Linked DNA regions of Hordeum vulgare: region 2 is linked to region 1. A link is a contact called in public Hi-C data. All regions are on one chromosome and are shown on one strand. The core of a region is the stretch at or near the end of the contact, and the rest is flanking DNA. Distances in the headings are between cores, read along the strand shown.

Evidence for each region. A called contact is a pair of places that touch in the nucleus more often than the background predicts.
Region 2: a Hi-C map of leaf shows a contact between it and region 1, with 2.6 times the contacts expected there. The contact joins the promoter of LOC123411429 here to the enhancer-like site in region 1. A contact is called at or near these places in 2 of 6 Hi-C or Micro-C datasets (leaf and seedling) and 1 of 1 datasets of contacts at active chromatin or transcription factors (embryo).

The regions. Positions count from the first base shown.
Region 1 is chr7H:325,435,820-325,439,745 of MorexV3_pseudomolecules_assembly, reverse strand. No RefSeq gene overlaps it. Among protein-coding and RNA genes, the nearest start is that of LOC123411429, 550 kb to the left of the region's middle. Within about 2 kb of position 2,020, at least 3 of the 3 cell types and tissues checked have open chromatin away from gene starts, as enhancers often do. A contact at or near this core is called in leaf and seedling, where this site is marked.
Region 2 is chr7H:325,982,564-325,986,489 of MorexV3_pseudomolecules_assembly, reverse strand. It overlaps LOC123411429 (RNA-binding protein L-like), which reads left to right and starts at 1,970. Exons shown (of 6, transcript XM_045104367.1): 1 at 1,970-2,421; 2 at 3,002-3,464. The coding sequence starts at 2,098.

The DNA.
Region 1 (3,926 bases), core at 771-3,270:
ATTAGTAATCTTTTTTTTTTGGATAGCAATGACGCAACCCAAAGAGGTGCGTCATTAGTAATATTATTTTTTTTGGATAGCAATGGCGCTCAGGGGGGAGGGAGGGGGTGGGTGGTGCGCTCTACCGATTCTGTTCGGGGGAACCGAGCGAGGATACAGGGGAGGGTGCGGGGGTCGTCGGCGGCGGTGGAGCGGGGGAGGGTGTGGTGTGTCGTCGGCGGCGGTGGAGCGGGGGAGGGTGCGGGGGGTCAGCATCGGCGGTGCAGCGGGCCGGGGAGGGTGCGAGGGATCGTCGGCGGTGGTGGAGCGGGGAGGGTGTGGGGGGTCGGTGGCGGCGGTGGAGCGGGGGAGGGTGCGGGGGGTCGGCGGCGGCGGTGGAGCGGGGGAGGGTGCGGGGGGTCGGCGGCGGCGGTGGAGCGGTGGCCATTAGTAGTTCTGCAAAAAAAATATAGTAGTGGCGCACCACCTACAAATGCGCCATTAGTAACCCTGGTTACTAATGGCGCACCAGCTGGTGGTGCGACATTAGTAGTTTTGCAAACAAAAAAATTATAGTAATGGCGCACCACCTACAGATGCACCATTAGTAACCCTGGTTACTAATGGCGCACCAGCTGGTGGTGCACCATTAGTAGTTTTGCAAAAAAAAAGTAGTGGCGCATCGAGTGTGTGGTGCGCCATTAGTATCCATCACATTAATGATACACCTGCACATGGTGCGCCACTACTATATAGTAGTGGCGCACTACTTGTCTAGTGCGCCATTAGTGTCTATATCATCTACAACCCTTTTCCTAGTAGTGAACTAGTGGATAACGGGGACACACCCAGAATGCGTGCAACATGCCTTGGCATGCAATAAGCATGCTCTGGAGCATGCTAAAGTGCGCTCCCGCACTCAATATATCATCTTGCTCTCTCAAGATCATGTTCTTTGCTTGTTTTTCAATTTAATTGATTTGTTGCGGATCTTCTCAAGATCCTTCCATCTTATCAAATTTTTACTTCAGTTTCCTACATAAGTGTTGTCGAAATTTTGTGTGAATACTTGCTAGTTTATCATATCATTCTTCATATCTGTGCAACCTTCAAGGATCGTTGGTTTCACTAGTTTGTCAAAGAAGCGACTAAGTTTTACCTATTGCTCTTTCTATGCCTCTTCCCCTTTCATTCTTAGATCTCGGGGCGAGATCTCTTTTTAGGACAGGAGACTTGTAACAGCCCGAGACCGACGCTCCAGAAGATTCCCCTCTTATTTCTTTGTCGTCGTCTTATTATTTGTTTGATGCATTCATCTTTGTGTCATGCTCATCATCTGCATTGCATCGCCACTCTGTTGCCCCAGTTTTCAAATCAACATCCATAATTAGTTGTCGGTTCCCTCCGTTTTTATCGTTGATCGTTTCGAGACCAACCACGCACGCACGTGTCCGTAGCATCGATAACATATTGTTTTCTAAGTGCGTATAAAATATTCTCGGATTGGCCTGAAACTTGGCGTGCGGTCTTATTTTAATATACGTAGGTCGCGTGCCAAATTTCGTCGCAATCGGAGTTCGTTTGATACCCCAACCATTAAACCTATAGCGGCCCTATAGCCGGCCCATTGACGGACGTCTTTCGTTGTTTTAAACTCTATCACCGGGTTGTCCGCTTTCCCTCTCTTCTATGCCTAGCCCCCTCTCCACACTGCACAGACCCTACGTGCAACCTAGCCTGAAGACCCTGTAATACCCCAAAACATGTCCGCTATTTGTTTGGTCTACCCTAGCCTATATTTTCTCGACCGTCGGATGACGATGGGAGAGACCAAATAACCCCCTAGCCAAATTCACCTATTATTTATATAGAAATGTAGTCCACGTACAACCTAACCCTAGAAAAATCCCTAGCCCTCCTCCCATTACGCGCCGCGCCGCCACCCATTCAATCCTCCCTCGTGGTCCCTCTCGATCCATTCCACCAAGCAGAACTCCCGACCACCTCCCTGGATTTCCGCAGCCACGCAACAACAGCAAGCCACAGCCTCTAAAGGCCGAGAGCCTCGTACCCCTCATCTCTGGCCTCGATCCATGGTGGATCATACCAGTACCGGCGAGTGCCACCACAAGGTCGTGACAGCCTCGAGCATCATGCCCCTGCATCTTCTCCCTCTCTCCCCGTCTCATCTCTCACTCTCCAGCAACCTCTCTCTCCCATCTTTCCCCTGCAGGAACGACCCCCATGGCCGGCTGGAGCATGAGCCCCCGCCAAGGCCGTCGCCCAATGCCGAAGCTTGCGGCTGTTCGACCTCAACACCGCCGGAAATGGGTCCCCTGCCTCGCCCTCCTTTGGATCCAGTGCTCTCCATCGGACCCGAGGACCTCTGCAAGCTTCGCCATGCTCGTTCCTGGTCGTTGTCAGCCCTGTCTCGAACATCAGGAGGTCTGGTGCTTACAGCCATGGAGCGGCCAAGGGAACCGCAACGCCCCAGCGCAGCCGCTTCGCCCCGCCGCCTTTGCCTTTGCCGCTAGGCCGACCCTCGCCGGAGGAGCCTCCGCCCCACACCTTGCCGCGCCGGATCCCGTAACTTGTTCATCCGCCTCCATCGAGCGTAGAGATCGAGAAGAGGCTTGATCTGCTGCCCGCTTGCTGCGCTGTGCGTCGGCCGTGCACGCACATGGCCCATCAGCGCCCGGCCCGCTGCTGCATCCCCGAGTGAGCCCCGCACGCTGGCGCCCTCTCCTTTCCCCGCACGCTGGCGCCCTCTCCTTTCCCCGCTATGAGCAATTGCACGATCTGATACTCTGTTTTCCCTAGATCCATCCGACATATTAGGTTATTCAGATTTTGCACTATATTCCTGCCGTGGTACATGCAATAGCTCGAGTGGATAGTGCCATCCCGAGTGATACAATGACACCGGGCCCTAGCGCCCTGTTGACTGATATTGAGATGACCAGTTGACCACCTGTGTGGCCCCATTGCAGTGGCTAGCCCAGCCTATCTCTGTTGCTCGTAGTTTTTATTTTGTCTAAGTACTGTAATTTAGTTGGATGCAACGACGGATAGGAACGAGTTATATATATAAAATGACTATAATTTCAGGTAGGTTAATATTTTCTAACTCTCATGCTTATTGAAAATTGTTAGCCGTGTTGTTTGCATCGGTTTATGCTTATTGAAAATTGTTAGCCATGTTGTTTGCATCGGTTTACGTGTAGACATGATAGAAATGGTTTAATCCATAGTTAATTAACCATAGCTTCGTTAGAGATGAGCCATATATGTAAATGGACAAGAATGACGAGTAGAATCACGTGAACCAATTTGTTTGGTCGTTTAACTAACATAAAATATGATTAGGACAAATCTGCACAGGTTACAAAGTTAACACGTGGGGTCAGTTCGAAAATGCTATATGTCGTTTCCGGCCTCATTTAAAATGCTTAGATAAGTAGATTATTCGTGCTTCACCGCTTTCCATGTTCAGCAACATTTAATATTGTCGTGTACCTAAACGGGAATGAACTAAATAAATCGTATGGGGAGTTTTGTCAATATGCAACTCGTTGCATATTGATCTTCAATCAGTGTGTAGCTTTTGACTGTTGTGAATTTCCATGCCATGCCTTGCATAATTTAAACTCGAAATACATTATATTAGGGTGTACATCATATCATGCATGTGTGTGGTGAATATCGTGTGTTGAATATTATTTCCGGTTTGCTTCGTCTCGATAAAGTTCCGCAAGCATGTCGGAATGTGAGGACCCATTCGACTAGTCGATTCGTCTGCTTCAGGGAGTCGTTCTTCTTCCAAGCAGGATCTCAGGCAAGATGATCATTTCCCTAGATACCATTACTATCAATGCCATGCTAGTTTTATCGTTTCTTTGTCTCGTTGCCTACCACATGTTAAATGTCAGCCTCTCAACACTGCCATA
Region 2 (3,926 bases), core at 721-3,220, 550 kb before region 1:
CGGGCTCAGGCTCGTCATCCGAGTCAGTAGGAGCAATCTCCTCAGCGCCAGGTGGAATGCCCCAATTTTCCTTCACACGGAGCTTGAGTACACCATGATGAACCATGTGATCAGTCACAAGAGATCACAAGGAAAGGTAGCATCCCAAGTGTCTTCAATCAAGTTGAACAGGTACATAGCATAAATGAGCACTTTCTTCTTATCAAGCACTGCAGATCTCAACTCCGTCCACATAATGTGGGAAACATCCAAGGTGGACTGGCGGTCTCGCTCCTTCATGCAAAAAATGAGAAGGTACTCATCGGCATAGGCAGCAGGAATGCCGTATGCAATTACCCGCATAGGTGTCGAGATTTTTTGATATGCACTAAATCCATTCAAGCCCGCGACATTTCTTCTTTGAGTAAAATATCGACAATTGGCCTCGCAAGCTTGAACAATTTTCACAAAGATGGATCGACGCATACGTTACTTTCTCCGGAAGATGTGCGGCGGATATGTTGGATTGGCCGCGAAGTAGTCTTGCATCAACATCTTGTTCCCGAGGTTGCGATTTTGAGGAATGCAAAGACGACCGACGGTCGATCCTTGCCGCCTCTTCTGGTTCTTGTGTTCGTGCTCCTTCACGGCAAGGGCCATTACCAAAGTATGCCGGCGAAAGGTGAGAAGCATCGTCTCAACATCCGAGTCGTCCGAATCGGATGAATCGTCGAGCAAAAACTTCTCGCACGAGCTCAATTCCATCTCCGATGGTGGCTCTCCGGCCACGGTAGATTAGCGGATCCGGGGGAGCCGGTCCAGCGACTCGATGAAAGAGGGCAGGGGCGCCCCCGCGACGCGATTGAGCCCGTAGATTTGGCCAGAATCGCCGACGGCACACGGGCGGAACCAATGGCGGGGCAGAGGCGGAAGGGGGGGGGAAAGGGTGCGGGCTGAAATGTCCCTCCCACCAACCGCTTTCATATGATACGTGGAATCGTAGAGCGAGGCGGAAACATGTGTTTTCGCGGGTCGGGGAGGGAATTTTGTCGCACCCCTCAAATTTTTTTACGGGTCGGACGCGTTTACGGGGTATGATCGGGTAACATTTTCCGCGCAGACCCGTATTTGGACGGTTATTTTACGGATCTAGGCATTATACGGGGTGTGTTAGAGATGCTCTTATACGAGGTCTGCTAGAGATGCTCTTATACGGGGTGTGCTAGAGATGCTCTAAGGCGTGTGCCAATACATCGTTTCGTAGCACGTTATTATAGGAGGATTAATAATTTAAGAGACCACTAACCCAATGCATTATTTTTTAGAGGTTGTCTCTAAATTTAATGATTTGATCCTCATGCATAGATGTGATTGAGCTATTAATCATTTTTACCTATGATGGCGTGCAAATATTGTATCTTAAATTATTAACTAGTATGACATATCATCGTTACCTAGTATGACACATATGACACATAATCAAAACCGTCATGAACCCGCGCTAAGAAACTTCTATTGCACGGGCCTAAGAGCAAGTACAATAGAGCTGAATCAAAGGGGCTATAAGAAATAAACTAATATATTTTTGCTTAGTTGGAGAAAAGAGAAGATGAGAAAGAAAATAAACGAGCTTTTAATTAAAAACCAGCACTAGCACGTGCTCCTAGATATTTATGAGAGTGAAAAATAGGCCATATAACAAAAAAATAACACACTCTTTTAATTACCTATTACTCCCTTCGTTCCTAAATATAAGACCTTTTACATATTCTATCATGGACTACATACGGAACAAAACAAGTGAATCTATATTCTAAAATATGTCTATATACATCAGTATGTAGTTTGTAATGTAATCCTTAAAATGTCTTATATTTAGAAACGGAGTATATATGTTAGTTATAAGATGAGTTATACTGTACTCGGTAGATGACATGATGAGCAGCAGGTGCCGAGTAGAGATATGGGGTGGGGCGCCAGACGTCTGCGTCCGTCCTTGCACGTTGGCCCTCACACGCGCACACATCGGGATCGCAATCCAACCCCATCTCGTCCTGCTCCTGCTCCTGCTTCTGCTCCCGTTCCCTCTCCGCGTTAGGGTTCATCGTTCCAGCCGCCATGATGCCACAGCCGCAGCCCGGCGTTGCCCCACCGCATCCGGCGTCCGGCGCGCCGCCACAGTGGGGCGCCATCCCACCGCCCATGCTGCCGCACCAGCTCTACGCGCCGCCACCCCTGCAGATGTGGAGCCAGCCGCTGCCGCCCCAGCAGGCCGCGTATGGGCAGGCGCAGCCGCCTCCCCAGACCGCGTACTACGGCTGGCCGTCTGTCCCGACGCAGGCGCCCGCTGGGCCCAACGAGGCCAGGACACTCTGGATAGGGGACCTGCAGTACTGGATGGACGAGAACTATGTCTACAATTGCTTCGCGAGCACCGGCGAGGTACGTGCCTCTCGCTCTCCGGTGCCATCTCCTCAGAATCCGTTGTATAATTGTTTCAATATGTCGATGTGGATTTTACCAGTGATTTGTCGTGGGCCCGTGGGTGACGCTTGACGCAAATGTTATGTAGCTGCGCGCTTTGCTGTATGGATCGTTGCGATTAATGCAATGGACGTTAATTCGTGATTACACATCCGTGTTTGATGCAATATATGTGTTTATGTGTGTCAGGCCCCTGTCTGAATTCAAACTACTGTTATTCTTCAGTTAACCGTTTTACTTTCTGAAGAGCCACTTGAGCCATGGGATCAGGTTCTCAGTTTTTTTGTTTGGTTTTGTTATTGGTTCCTTAAGCTTATTTGTTTCACAATAGGCTGAAACTAAATTTTAGGAATGACTGTGGCCAAGGTATTTTGCGAAACTGAGTTGCTTTTCTATTATAACTGGTTTATTGATGTTGTAACTGGTTGACTGATTCAGATTTGGGATTATTTATCATCATGTGTTCTACAAATTATACTCTCTGTTTGTGTCTATCGGATACATATTGATCTTTCATATTGTCCTCTTTAATTTATAGGTACAATCTGTTAAACTAATTCGTGACAAGCAGACTGGACAACTTCAAGGTTATGGCTTTATTGAATTCACAAGCCGTGCTGGTGCTGAAAGAGTTCTTCAGACATTCAACGGGGCAATGATGCCAAATGTTGAGATGACATACAGATTGAACTGGGCGACTGCTGGTGAAAAACATGATGACGGCGCTGATTACACAATATTTGTTGGTGATTTGGCTGCTGATGTCACCGACTACTTATTGCAAGAGACATTTAGGGCACAATACCCCTCTGTTAAGGGTGCAAAAGTTGTAACAGACAAATTGACAATGCGCTCAAAGGGCTATGGCTTTGTGAAATTTGGTGATCCTACAGAACAAACTCGTGCAATGACTGAAATGAATGGGATGATCTGTTCTTCCAGGCCCATGCGTATTGGTCCAGCTGCAAATAAGCAAAAAGCAAATGGAGTTCAAGAGAAAGGTAAGCACTAAATCCTTGTCAACTGAATTTAATTTGTTTTAGCTGCATTTTAAAGATTATTACATTTGCATTTGACTTGTAATTGATTTTATGTGTTCATTTTCTCCTTAGTTGTTCTTGCAGTTACCTGTTCTATTAGCCTCTTGTGGTTCAGTTTCCTTTACTAGTTGAAAATGTATTGAAGCTTGGCTTGAGCAATAAGTTTGTAGATCCACAACATTTCCTTCGTGAATTCGGATCATTTAATAATACACTTTAGGATTCTGAAGTACTCATAAAACTCCCATTGCGTCGAAGCAGGATACCAACAGGCTCTCTACGACTGACATGAACAACATTACATGTCTCGTGTAATGTGTGACCTATGTTAGGTTAGTGTTAATCGTTTATGTCCTAAATTTGAACCTGGCTCTTTTGGTATCCACTACTTCCTTTCCAATGTTGTTCCTTCCACGTACTCAT